2 separate regions of the Manis pentadactyla genome follow, and region 2 is linked to region 1. Evidence: chromatin contacts called from public Hi-C data. All regions are on one chromosome and are shown on one strand. The core of a region is the stretch at or near the end of the contact, and the rest is flanking DNA. Distances in the headings are between cores, read along the strand shown.

Evidence for each region. A called contact is a pair of places that touch in the nucleus more often than the background predicts.
Region 2: a Hi-C map of skin fibroblasts shows a contact between it and region 1, with 4 times the contacts expected there. The contact joins the promoter of EIF3D here to the promoter of IFT27 in region 1. A contact is called at or near these places in 2 of 3 Hi-C or Micro-C datasets (fibroblasts and skin fibroblasts).

What each region holds. Positions count from the first base shown.
Region 1 is chr10:10,814,942-10,820,230 of mManPen7.hap1, reverse strand. It overlaps IFT27 (intraflagellar transport 27), which reads right to left and starts at 3,309. Exons shown (of 7, transcript XM_036891027.2): 1 at 2,892-3,309. The coding sequence starts at 2,925.
Region 2 is chr10:11,002,602-11,007,890 of mManPen7.hap1, reverse strand. EIF3D (eukaryotic translation initiation factor 3 subunit D) reads right to left here and starts at 2,302. Exons shown (of 15, transcript XM_036891023.2): 1 at 2,165-2,302. It overlaps LOC118915338 (a long non-coding RNA gene), which reads left to right and starts at 2,320. Exons shown (of 4, transcript XR_005026039.2): 1 at 2,320-2,430.

The DNA.
Region 1 (5,289 bases), core at 2,060-4,559:
CATGAAGACACTCCCCAGCTGGCCCTCTCTGCTTGTCGTTTTTCTCCGGGCTCTAACGCACCCTGTCAGCACCCACAGAGGGACCTTCGGGAAACAGTATTTTCACCTTGCCTTGATCTTACATTACCCATCAACGATTCCTTCTGCATACCCATCTCCAGTCAACCCAATTCATCTTCTGACTCTGACTATCCCTTACACAGACTCTGGACTCTACACTTCTGCTCTCTTGATCTCTGAATATCCCCTGGGAGATAACCTCCTTCTGGGTCTCCCCAATCCATGTCCAAATCCTATTCACTCTCTGCTAGGTAAAGCCATGTAGTGTCTTCCTGCACAGCCTCTGAAGGTCACCTGTCCTTCCTTTGTCTTTACCTATGTGGCTAATGTGGCTCATTGCTGGTAGTGTGGGCCTTGATTTCAGAACAGCCTTCCACAGAACGCTCACTATTACTACCCCTGCTAAACCAAGAGGCAGTAAATCACAATACTCAGATTGCAGATTCCAGCATCACCCTTACTGGCTTATTACCTTGGGTCAGTCATCTCTCTAGGCTTCAGTTGCCCCATCTGCAAAATGGGGATAGCAATAGCACATATCTCATAGAATTGTTAGGAGGATTTAATGAGTTAATATGTACAATGGCTGCCATACATTTAATAATATTTACTTTAATGCAAAGAAAGTGTAAATGTCAAGCCTTGTTTTCTTTCCTTATCTGAGCCAGAACAATTAGCAGCTGTGCCTTGAGGCATTTCTGTAGTTAATCTGGCACATGAAGGGCAACAGATTAATGTTTGCTGCATTTTGAGTTATTATACACATTGTGGCACTTGGCTGTAGGGGCTGCCTGATTCATCCTCCATATTCCCATCACACCCTGCGTGGTGTCTCACATAGTAGGTGCTCAACAAATATCCACTGAATGAATAAGCACTTGAATATCAGGTCCCTCAATGACTAGTTATGTGGGAGAAAAAAGGCAGATTAATGCAATTGAAACAGTAGGCCTGGGAAGGGAAAGGAAAAATAAAACTAGGGAGGGGTGTGTGTGTGTGTGGTGGGGGTGGGGGTGGTGAGGTAGATTCACTGTGCTGAGGTCCTTGGTCCCTATAAACGTCCAAGAGGAAATACCCTTGAGGCCTTGAAGGAGGCTGCAGATTGAGGACTAGGTTGGAGTTCAGGAATCGCTTACTCAAGCAGTGGCTGAAATCAGGTGAAAAGTGCCTGAGGGAGTGGGCGCAAAGAAGGGCAAAGAGTTTAGAATCGAGGCTGGAGGACAGCATAGCTTGGGGCTAAGAACAGAGACCTGGAAATCAAATTACCTGGGTCTAGATCACATCTCTGCCACATCCAGCTGTGTGACGGCGAGTGTCTCAACCTCTCTGGGCTTCAGCAGCACCCATCAGTAAATGAGGATAACAATAGTACTGACCTCATAGGGTTGTTGTGAGGAGTCAGAGACAACCTGTGTGAGGACCTAGCACAGTGCAGCACACAGAGGTGCTCAGTAAGTAGGCCCCACATGGAAGTTGAATTTAAAAAGATGAGAGAACAGAGAGGTCCATTAAAAAATATATATATAACTTGAGAAAATAAAATGATCCCACGTTATCCATGAGGAAACTGAAGCTCAGAGAAGTGCTTTGTCCAAAATGACACAGCCAATCACAGGAACAGCCAAAATTATTTCTGTGACACAATACTGCCTCCCCTGGCACTCTGGAACCTAGAGACCTCTCTTGAGAACCATTAATTTCTTTTGCTCCAGTATGATTTGAGCTACAATTGTCAGTCCTCTTTCTGTGTCACCCTTTTATTTTCAAATTGGAAAAGCCATTTAAAGTATCTATTTCAGTCTGGAAGAGAGGATTCAAAAAAAGAAATCTCTTTTTCCTCTATATAATTTCTCACTGTCTCTTTCTTGAGCTGGTCAGGGAACCCTGTAGAGCCCATAGGTTTCAACAGTAACACGAGTTAAAGAGTTTTGGAATTGGGAAGATCTGCAGTTTAAATCCTACCTATGACCTTTCTTTACAAGATGGTGACTTTGGGAGAGAGACCTCACCTCTCAGTGCCTCAGTATGATCAAAACACTACAGCACTGACCTCAGTGTGCTATGGTGAGAGGATTAAGTGAAATACATGTGCCTAGCATGTAGTAAGGACTCAGTACATACATGTTCTGTGGCCCCAGGCTTATATACTTCAGGTAAATGTTTTTCTAAATGTGAAAACTGATAAAAAGAGTGTGAATGCCACATATTAATTCATTCTACAAAGGGTTATTGAGTACCTACTAGGTTCCAGATACTGTTCTGGGTGCTTGGGATGTATCAGGCAGCAAAACAAGATTCCTACCTTTGAGAGCTTCAACATTTACATCCTCCTGGGTGTGGGACAGCACAGTAACTGTGTGTCTGAAAGACAGCACACGCGGGCCTTTTGCAAACTCTGGTCATTACTATACCTAATGTACATAACTGTATGTTACTGTTTCCTATCTGTGATCAGGGGGTATGGGGTCAGGGAAAAAAATCCCCTTAATAGATTAGGAAAGTCACTGATGCCTAATTCTGGGACACAGCACATGCTTTAGTTAGAGCACTTTGTGTGCTAGGCCTGCTTTTTAAAGGAGCCTACTCATCTTGAGTACAGCTCAAACTGGTGAAGGTGGTCCCGGAGTATGACAGGGAGCGGGGGAAATCAGCTGGAGCTACAAATCAGCTCTGGAAGGTAATTCTTCCACGCGCCTAATGGAATTTACAGTAGTTGCATTAATTTGCCTTTCGGAGGGAGTAGGGGACGAGGGTAGACAATTTACACGAACAAAAGCTCTAGATAACTTACGAAGTCCCTGGACTCCGGAGGCTGTAAATTTCGGACTCACCTGCCAAGATGCATTTGGCCGCCAGCTTCACCATGGTAACCAACCACCTCCACGCACCGAAGAGGGGAAGACAGACTGCTAGAGGCGTTGGTAGGCTTTGCCTGGGAAAGGAAGCAGGGAGGGCAGACGCTCAAGGGGTCTGCAGCCACGGCGGGGACAGGGACAATGAGACCTGGACCCTACGGGCTGGGCTGGGGACGGCTATCGGAAGCTAGGGTGGGGACAGGGGTGCAGGGAAGTGACAGATGCGGCCTGGCTCAACGACTCAGAAGGCAGCCTAGAAGGTACGAGCCAGGCAATGCAGCTCGCGTTCCGGGTCCAGCCCCTGGCAGAGAGGATCGCGAAGGCTGATCCCGAAACCCTACGCCCCAGAAGCGGACCCAACGAGTTCAACCTGCAACCATCGCCCGCCTACCCCGCCTCCTCTTTCTCCGCCTCCTCATCGTTGCCCCTCCATTGGCTGCCGCTAGAAAGCTCCCACCCCTGTGGCTCTAGGAGGCCAATGGGAGGAAGGGGAGGGGCTAAAAGCCCTTCCGTGCGAGATAATTCTCAGTGGTATCTGCTCTTCAGGCTCATCCCGCTTGACGAATGGATACACGATATGTCAATCATTTCTCTCCGCGCCCCCGTCCCTCTGGGACGTTCAGGGAAAAGAGGCTCTAACAGCGGGTTGCCAGAGCGGTGATTGGCCAGAGGCTGGCTTGGACCATCCTTAGGAGGAATGGGGACTCGCTGCACCCGCCTGCTCTTCCGGAAGTGAGTTCGCCCACAAGGGGCCGGTCGGGCGCGCGGGAGCCGGCCGCGGCGCCTGCGCAGTAGGCAAGGCTGCAGTTCCCCAAGCAGAGTTTCGAACCAGGTACCTATCGGGGAGGTTCTTGTCGCTCCTCGAATTTTCAGGTTCCTGAGGGCGCTGCTGTTCGGTGTCTCCTGTCCCACATCCTGCAGGGATATCTTATTTTTAAAGCCCAAGGGTGTTAGGTGCTTTCAAATCTCCTGTATGAAAGTGTTTAAAGTGATGTCTGTGAACAAAAAGGAGAACAAGTAAACTTCCATAAGAGTGGGGGTTGGACTCGGGGTCTGAGATACGAAGGCATGCCTTTCCTCAGCCCATTTCCTCGCTTGTAAAAAGCGAGAACAGGTGACATACCACACATAATGAGTGGAAGCGGGCCTCCCGGGCACTGCCGGTCGCCCAGGGACGCCCCATCCGCAGCTGGACTTCCCGGCGAAGCCGCTCTTGCTCTGCGGTCAGGAAACCCAGAAGGAAATCACTGCCATCTTTCCTCACCTGGCAGGTCGCCTCACGCCCAGCCTCTTACCTCATCTTTCAAGCTGGACTAGCAGAACCCGCCTCATGGCGCCGGCCTGAGGTCTCAGGGAGAAAGCATGCAAGTGCCTGGGGCATCGCAGGTCCTCGGCAGTGACTGTGGAGGATGAGTGAGAAGAAATTTCTCCGGACAAATTGGTTTGCCAGATGCACTCTTGCTCTCGCTCCAGCCGGGCCCCTGGCTGGCTGGCGCTGAAAGCAAAGAGCAGCCCCTCAGCGCAGATGCCTGTGCCTGGGATTTGCCATCGCGGGCCTCTGGTTACCTGGGACTTCTCTCAGCTGCTCTGCCGTCTTAGTGTGGCTACCAGTCTGGGGCAAGGCAATGAACACATATACACACACCATAAACTGCTAGGAAGGTGTCAGTCCTGAATCCAGAAGGAAACAATGTAAGTTGTCTGGAATTTTCTTTCCTTGGGAATCATTCCTGTCATTATGGTGAAGACCTGTCTCTCCCTCTCACCACCCACTCTTCTTCTTTGGAGACACCACGCAAGTCTGTCTTGGACACCCAGGCCTCGGTGAGTCAGAAAGCCTCTGCCTGGTCTTCCTGCTTGGCCCTCCAGGTTTACCTGTTAACTGTGACCCCATTAAGCCCTTAAAGAGCCCCTTGAGTTAGTCAACCTCCTCAAGCTGCGTGGTGGAACCGAGACACAGAGATACATCCCGGTTAGCCTCTGGTGCCTCGGTTTCCCCATCTGCAGGGGGGCAATAGCACCTCCTTCATGGGGCTGTCCTCTGCACCACACCTGTTCTCTCCCTTCTGTTGCTCCTGCTCCATGTGATTTTGGCCAGCACCACTGTAAGAGCATTTTGGGTCTTTCCAGAGAGGTGGTAAATCCATAGTGAATTCTCTCCTGCTCACTCTACCAGCCCAAGGGCCTTCTCTACATTCTTGGTGACCAAATGACAGCTGCATGACTCAGAGTCACTGAGCTTAAGTCAGTCAGAAGGTTTTGGTGCCTTAAGGACCCTTGAGAAATCTAGTCTGACCCCTTCCATGAGCAGCTATAGAGCTAGAGCTGGCATATGTGATGCACAGACTGAGTGCCAGCCTCATCTAAGCTCTTC
Region 2 (5,289 bases), core at 1,053-3,552, 190 kb before region 1:
TGAGCTACTACCAACTTAATGTTTTCTTGTAGGTAATATTGTGAATATTTAAGCCCAGAAGACTGATAAAAAAGTTGACTGTGTTTCACTGTATCATATGACACCTACTTTTTTTCAGTTTATATAATATCTTTGAAATGAAGCTGTATCTTATGCTTGATTGGGGTGTCATATCTTAATAGGAATTTTTTCTTTGTTATATAAAGTAATGGTGCTTCTTAAATTCAGTGGTGTCTCAGATTTGATGAAATGTAGTAACTCTTTTTCACAAGTAATAATCTCAAAAATACCTTCACCATGGCATACAATACTTAGCTTCCCTAAACCTCAGTCTTTTCATCTGTGAAATAAGATCCCTGTTTTATTTATATCGTAAGATCATTGTGAAAGACTTAGCAGTTACACATATGAAAATATTCACTGTAAATTGCCACACAATTGCTATTCAGTCTTTGGAAATACATTCACATACAGAATGCTGAGTAAAGAGTCCCTAAGTATATCCTGAAATTTGACCTCCTTTTCCAATTATTCCAGTTTTCTGTCATCAGTGCAAATCCTTACATAGAGCAAGTAGATACAGAATCAAGCAAAAGCTTGCCAGACACCTGAGGTCGCTATAAACCATAGGTCGTAAGTGGCCACACGTCAAATATTCATAATTATGAGTACCAGGCATTTTTCTTAGAGCTTGTCATGCATAAATTCAAAAAACCCTCCCAACACTCCTAAGATAGGGGTCAGTATTATTTCAGGTAAGAAAACTGAGGGACAGAGAAGTTAGGAAATTGCTCATACTTGCAATGCTAGTTGATGAAAAATTTGAACGCAGGCAGCCTGGCTCCAGAGTCCACACACTGCATAATGCTATCTACTTCTCTCAGGAGAGCCAACACCAGGAGCTCCAGAGCTACCTGCCTGACTATTCCTATCAAAAATCTCTACACTTTTATTCACTGTAATCTTCAGAAGAAGATGAGTTCCCAGAGGAAAACTCATTACATCAGTATTTCTGGAGGCAGGAGAGCAATGAAAAAGCACAGGTATGAATTGAACTTGGTAACTCTTCTCAGTGCCCCACGATGGGGAGACTAAGGTTTCTTACAGAGGTGACACTGGTGACAGCAACAGGGAATGAACCTGAGGCTTCATCCTCAAGCTTTAAACTTAAGCTATACGACAGCAGGAGGACTGAAGGAAGGGTGGCAGTCTCAAAACAATTCACGTTAAGTACTTACGGAGGTCTTACTATGTGTGCAACACCATGCTAGATGAGTTAACACCACTAACTCCCCCATACACCCATTCTAGTGATAAAAATTTGGAGCTCAACGAAATCAAGCATTTTTTTTCAAAATAGATTTGATTTCCAGATTTGTCCAGCATTCTTCGGTTATTGAGAACTGGGGTTTTAGACCACCCCTAATAACAACAACATTTCAAGACACGCTGTTAAAAAATCTAGTGTTTTGTCAGAGCTCAAGAAGGAATGAGACCAAAGGCTTGACAAGCATTTCTCCAGGGGTTAGGAGGAAGTCCCTAGGCTTCAATGTATGCAAAATAAGAGTGAGAATGGAAGAGTAGGTGCAACAGCCATTCAGTTAAACTGGAGTGACAGCTCTACGAGCAACAGGGGCAGGATGGGCGGAACCAACAGAGCAGGCAGAAGGGCTGGCCCGCCCCGGTACCGTGTAGATTATCGGGGCCTAACAGATCGTACGCCATCAAGCCCCTGGGGGAGAGGGTTTCCGATCACAGATCAAATCCACTCCATCCACGCCTTCTGCTTCACAGAAAAGTGAAGGAAACCTCTGGACCGATCGAAATCATCCGAGCAGGGCCGAACACCTCTCAGTTTAGCGCCCCTAATACCTCACTCACAGAAACTCAAGGGAACCTTCGGTCACTTTAGAAACCCTGAAACCCAGGTGGTTAAATGGTATTATTAAAGTCGACCAGCCCTTGGCCCACCCAACAGGGCCGTGCCGCGCATAGGCAGTGTGCCGGACCTGGGGCGCCCAAAGGCGGCTTCTTGACCCTCCCAGCGAAGAGACAGCGGCGGCCGGAGGGGACGTACTGGGTCTCTTCCGGGAGGCCCCGAAGGCCGCGCCAAGCCGACGCCGGCTCCGGAGGTCCGCGGAACCATGCGGAACACTTTACTTACCTGCCACGGCCTCGGCCAGCCGCGATGGCGACAGATGGACCCGGCCGACGACCGCGCAGACCGCGGCTCTCTCAGCTACGGGGAAAAGGAGGAAAGGCGCGCGCGCCGAAGCCGTAAACACGACGGCGCTGTCGTAAACTGCTCGCCAGCTTCCTCCGGGTTCGGCGGCAGAACGCGCGAGTCGTAAAGCGAAGACACATCCGGAAATTCGTCACCGCTCTTGGCGTGGTGTCCTCAGTAGTCTCTGAGGCGCCAAGACAGTAGAGGTATTTACAGTTACGTCACGGTCGCATCCGGCGACGTCCCGAAAGGGCGCCCGCGTAATCCAAATTTGAGGCGCGGAGCGGCTGATAGTCTTGTGTCCCACAGTGCTTCACGGGACGCTTCGGCCCCTCTGTAGCGCACGATGACCCGGGGCCCCTGCCCTCTAGCCTTTCGTGTGGTTCGATTCCCACAGCCCAGCGGGAGCTGAGAGTCCGTGGCAGAGTTTATTGTTACCCCGCCTTTCTTCTACAATATCGGAATTTGAGGCCCAGAGGTGTAGTGACCTGAGTAGTTTAGGGGGGTTGCCGCCGGAATTCAAACCATATTTACACATTTTTCAAGCTCTGTTGTGCGACGAAGATTTCTGGAGCGCTTATGTGAAAAATGCAGATTCCGGTTTCACTTAGATTGTTACTCAAGTATGTTTAAGCTGGAGCCCAGGAATCTGCATTTTAATTAGCACCTGATTCCGAAGTGGCAACAATGGGCAACAGTGCTGTTCTTAACGCAGCTCTTCACTCGCGGAGTTTGAGAATTTTTACTGGGGGATGGCAAAACGTTGAAAGACGCTGAAGGCATTTCATTCAAACTCAAGGTATTTTTCTACTTGGTCTCCTAGGTTTCCTTATCAGTCTCCCAGTGTGTCTCCTTTATTAGAAAATGTACCTGCTCTTACACCTGATACCTACTCTTGGCTCTCCCACTTCTAGCTGTGTAGCCCACACATCTTGGGGCCTTAGTTCCCATATCTGTATATTGGAGATAATAAGATAATAATTGGGTGCTGTGAAAGTAAAAGTAAATGTATGTCAAAATACTTAGTAATTTCACTTACCAGTTGGGTGGACTTGGACAGGTTATTTGATTTCTCTAAAGCTGCTTACTCATCTGTGAAATGAAAATGTTAATAGCATCTGTTTCCATAAATTCTTTCCCAGTCTACTCATTTTCCATCTTTCCTAGTTTTTGTTAGTGGTACCTGGTGAATGGTGCTCAGCGCAAAACCTTGTAGTTAACCGTTGGTAGTTATTTGCCCTTTCCTCCCACTAAGTCCTCTTTATTCTACTTAGAAAATACATGTTGAATGCTACCACATTTCTCCACCATCTCTAGCCTCATGTTTGGACTCCCAAGTTTCCACTCTTGTTCCTCAAGGATTCCATCTCTGTATGGCCATCAAACCAATCTGTTCACATCTTCTAGCAGCTTCTCATGTGATTAGAGTGAAATATGAATGTCTTTCCATGTCCTGTCTGGTCCCTAGTTACATTTCACCTTTATATCCTGCCATTCTATACTTGCTTTGCTCTAGCTGCCATGGTCTCTTTTTCTCTCTCTAATACATCAACCTCATTTCCATTTCAGCAGGGTCTCTGCACTTTCTGTTCTTTCTGCCTGGCATCCTTTTCCCCAGGGATTTACCCCTGGCTGGCTTAGTCCCATTGTCCATGTCTCTGCTCAGGAGTTACCTCACCAAGATCTTCTCTGAACACCATTCCTAAAACTGTCTCCTCCCTCCAGCCCTCCTTGCCCTCTTCTCTGATTTGTTTTCTTCATAGTTCTCATCACACTCTGAAATATTTTTTGTTTCCCTGTTTAGGCTCTGCCTCTGCCTGTAGAGTGTAAGCTCCATGAAAGTAGGGGCTTTGTCTGACTTTCCTAGAACAGTGCCTGCTAATACATTTTTGTTGAATTGTTGAATGGATAGTTTTGTGAATTACATGAGAAAAAGAATGAATTTAGTACATTGGGAAGATAGATAAGCACCCCATTAATTTTAGTGTAATTAAGATCAGTATTGATTCTAATATGCTCTACAATACAAGGGGAGGTATATTTTTGCTGAATTGCTTGAACCATGTCTTTTTTTTTTTTTTGCTGTGAGTCCCCAGGCCATCTGCTGCAGTCTTTCTTTCATGTCAGAGTTTAATCATTTTTCCCACATTTGGTCTGGACCCCCCTGCCCAGCCCAGATGGAGGGTTTGGAGTGCCCTGTCTCATTCTCAGTAGTGGGTCCCTGGGCTTGAGTGGGAGGTCTTGCCTTCATCCTTCTTCCCAACTGATGCCCCTGCTGCCTCTTTCTGTTTATGCCATTGTGCATTCTCCACAAACAGCTGGAATGACCTTCCTTTACTTTATATCAGAGCATGTGCTACCTCCCATTTAACCTCCTTAAAATCCTGAGGACACAATCTCATACTCTGTTCATGGTCTGCAAGTTTCTAAATAATGGCTTCCCAGTGGCAGCTTCTCTTTCTGGGTCATACACAGGTTCATTACTACCTTGAGACCTTTCACCTGCAGTTCTCTGGTGCCTGAAATGCAGCTCCCCTAGATCTTCATGAGCCTGTGTCCTCATTAAAACAGGCTTTTCCTGACCACCCCTCTGAGCAGCCTTACCTGGTCCTCACTCTTGCTGACCATGTGTCTGATACTATTCCAAGTGCTTACATTAACCCTTTTAATTCTCACCACAGCCTTGTCATGTGGAGGCTGTTATTCTTCCTGTTTTACAGATGAAGGTGTGGTGGCACGGAGACATGCTCTAGGCTGAGCAATGTGTAGTGAAGCTGGGTTTTAAATTTAGGAAGCAGCCTGGCTTCTGCTCTTTTGTGTATCCCATTAGTGTTTTCCTGTTGACTAACGTTTCCTTCTGTTAAAATTATCCTGTTTATTTGTATGCTTATATCTTGTCTCCTCATTAGAACATAAACCTCAGGAGAGGTGGAATCTTACATGTCTTGTTCACTGTTGTATCTCCAGCTATTAGGATTAACACATGGTTGGTGTTTGGAAAATATTTTTTGGGTGAACAGGTGATCTCTGAGAACAGTTGCAGGTATGGCCAGTCCCTCTTCCAG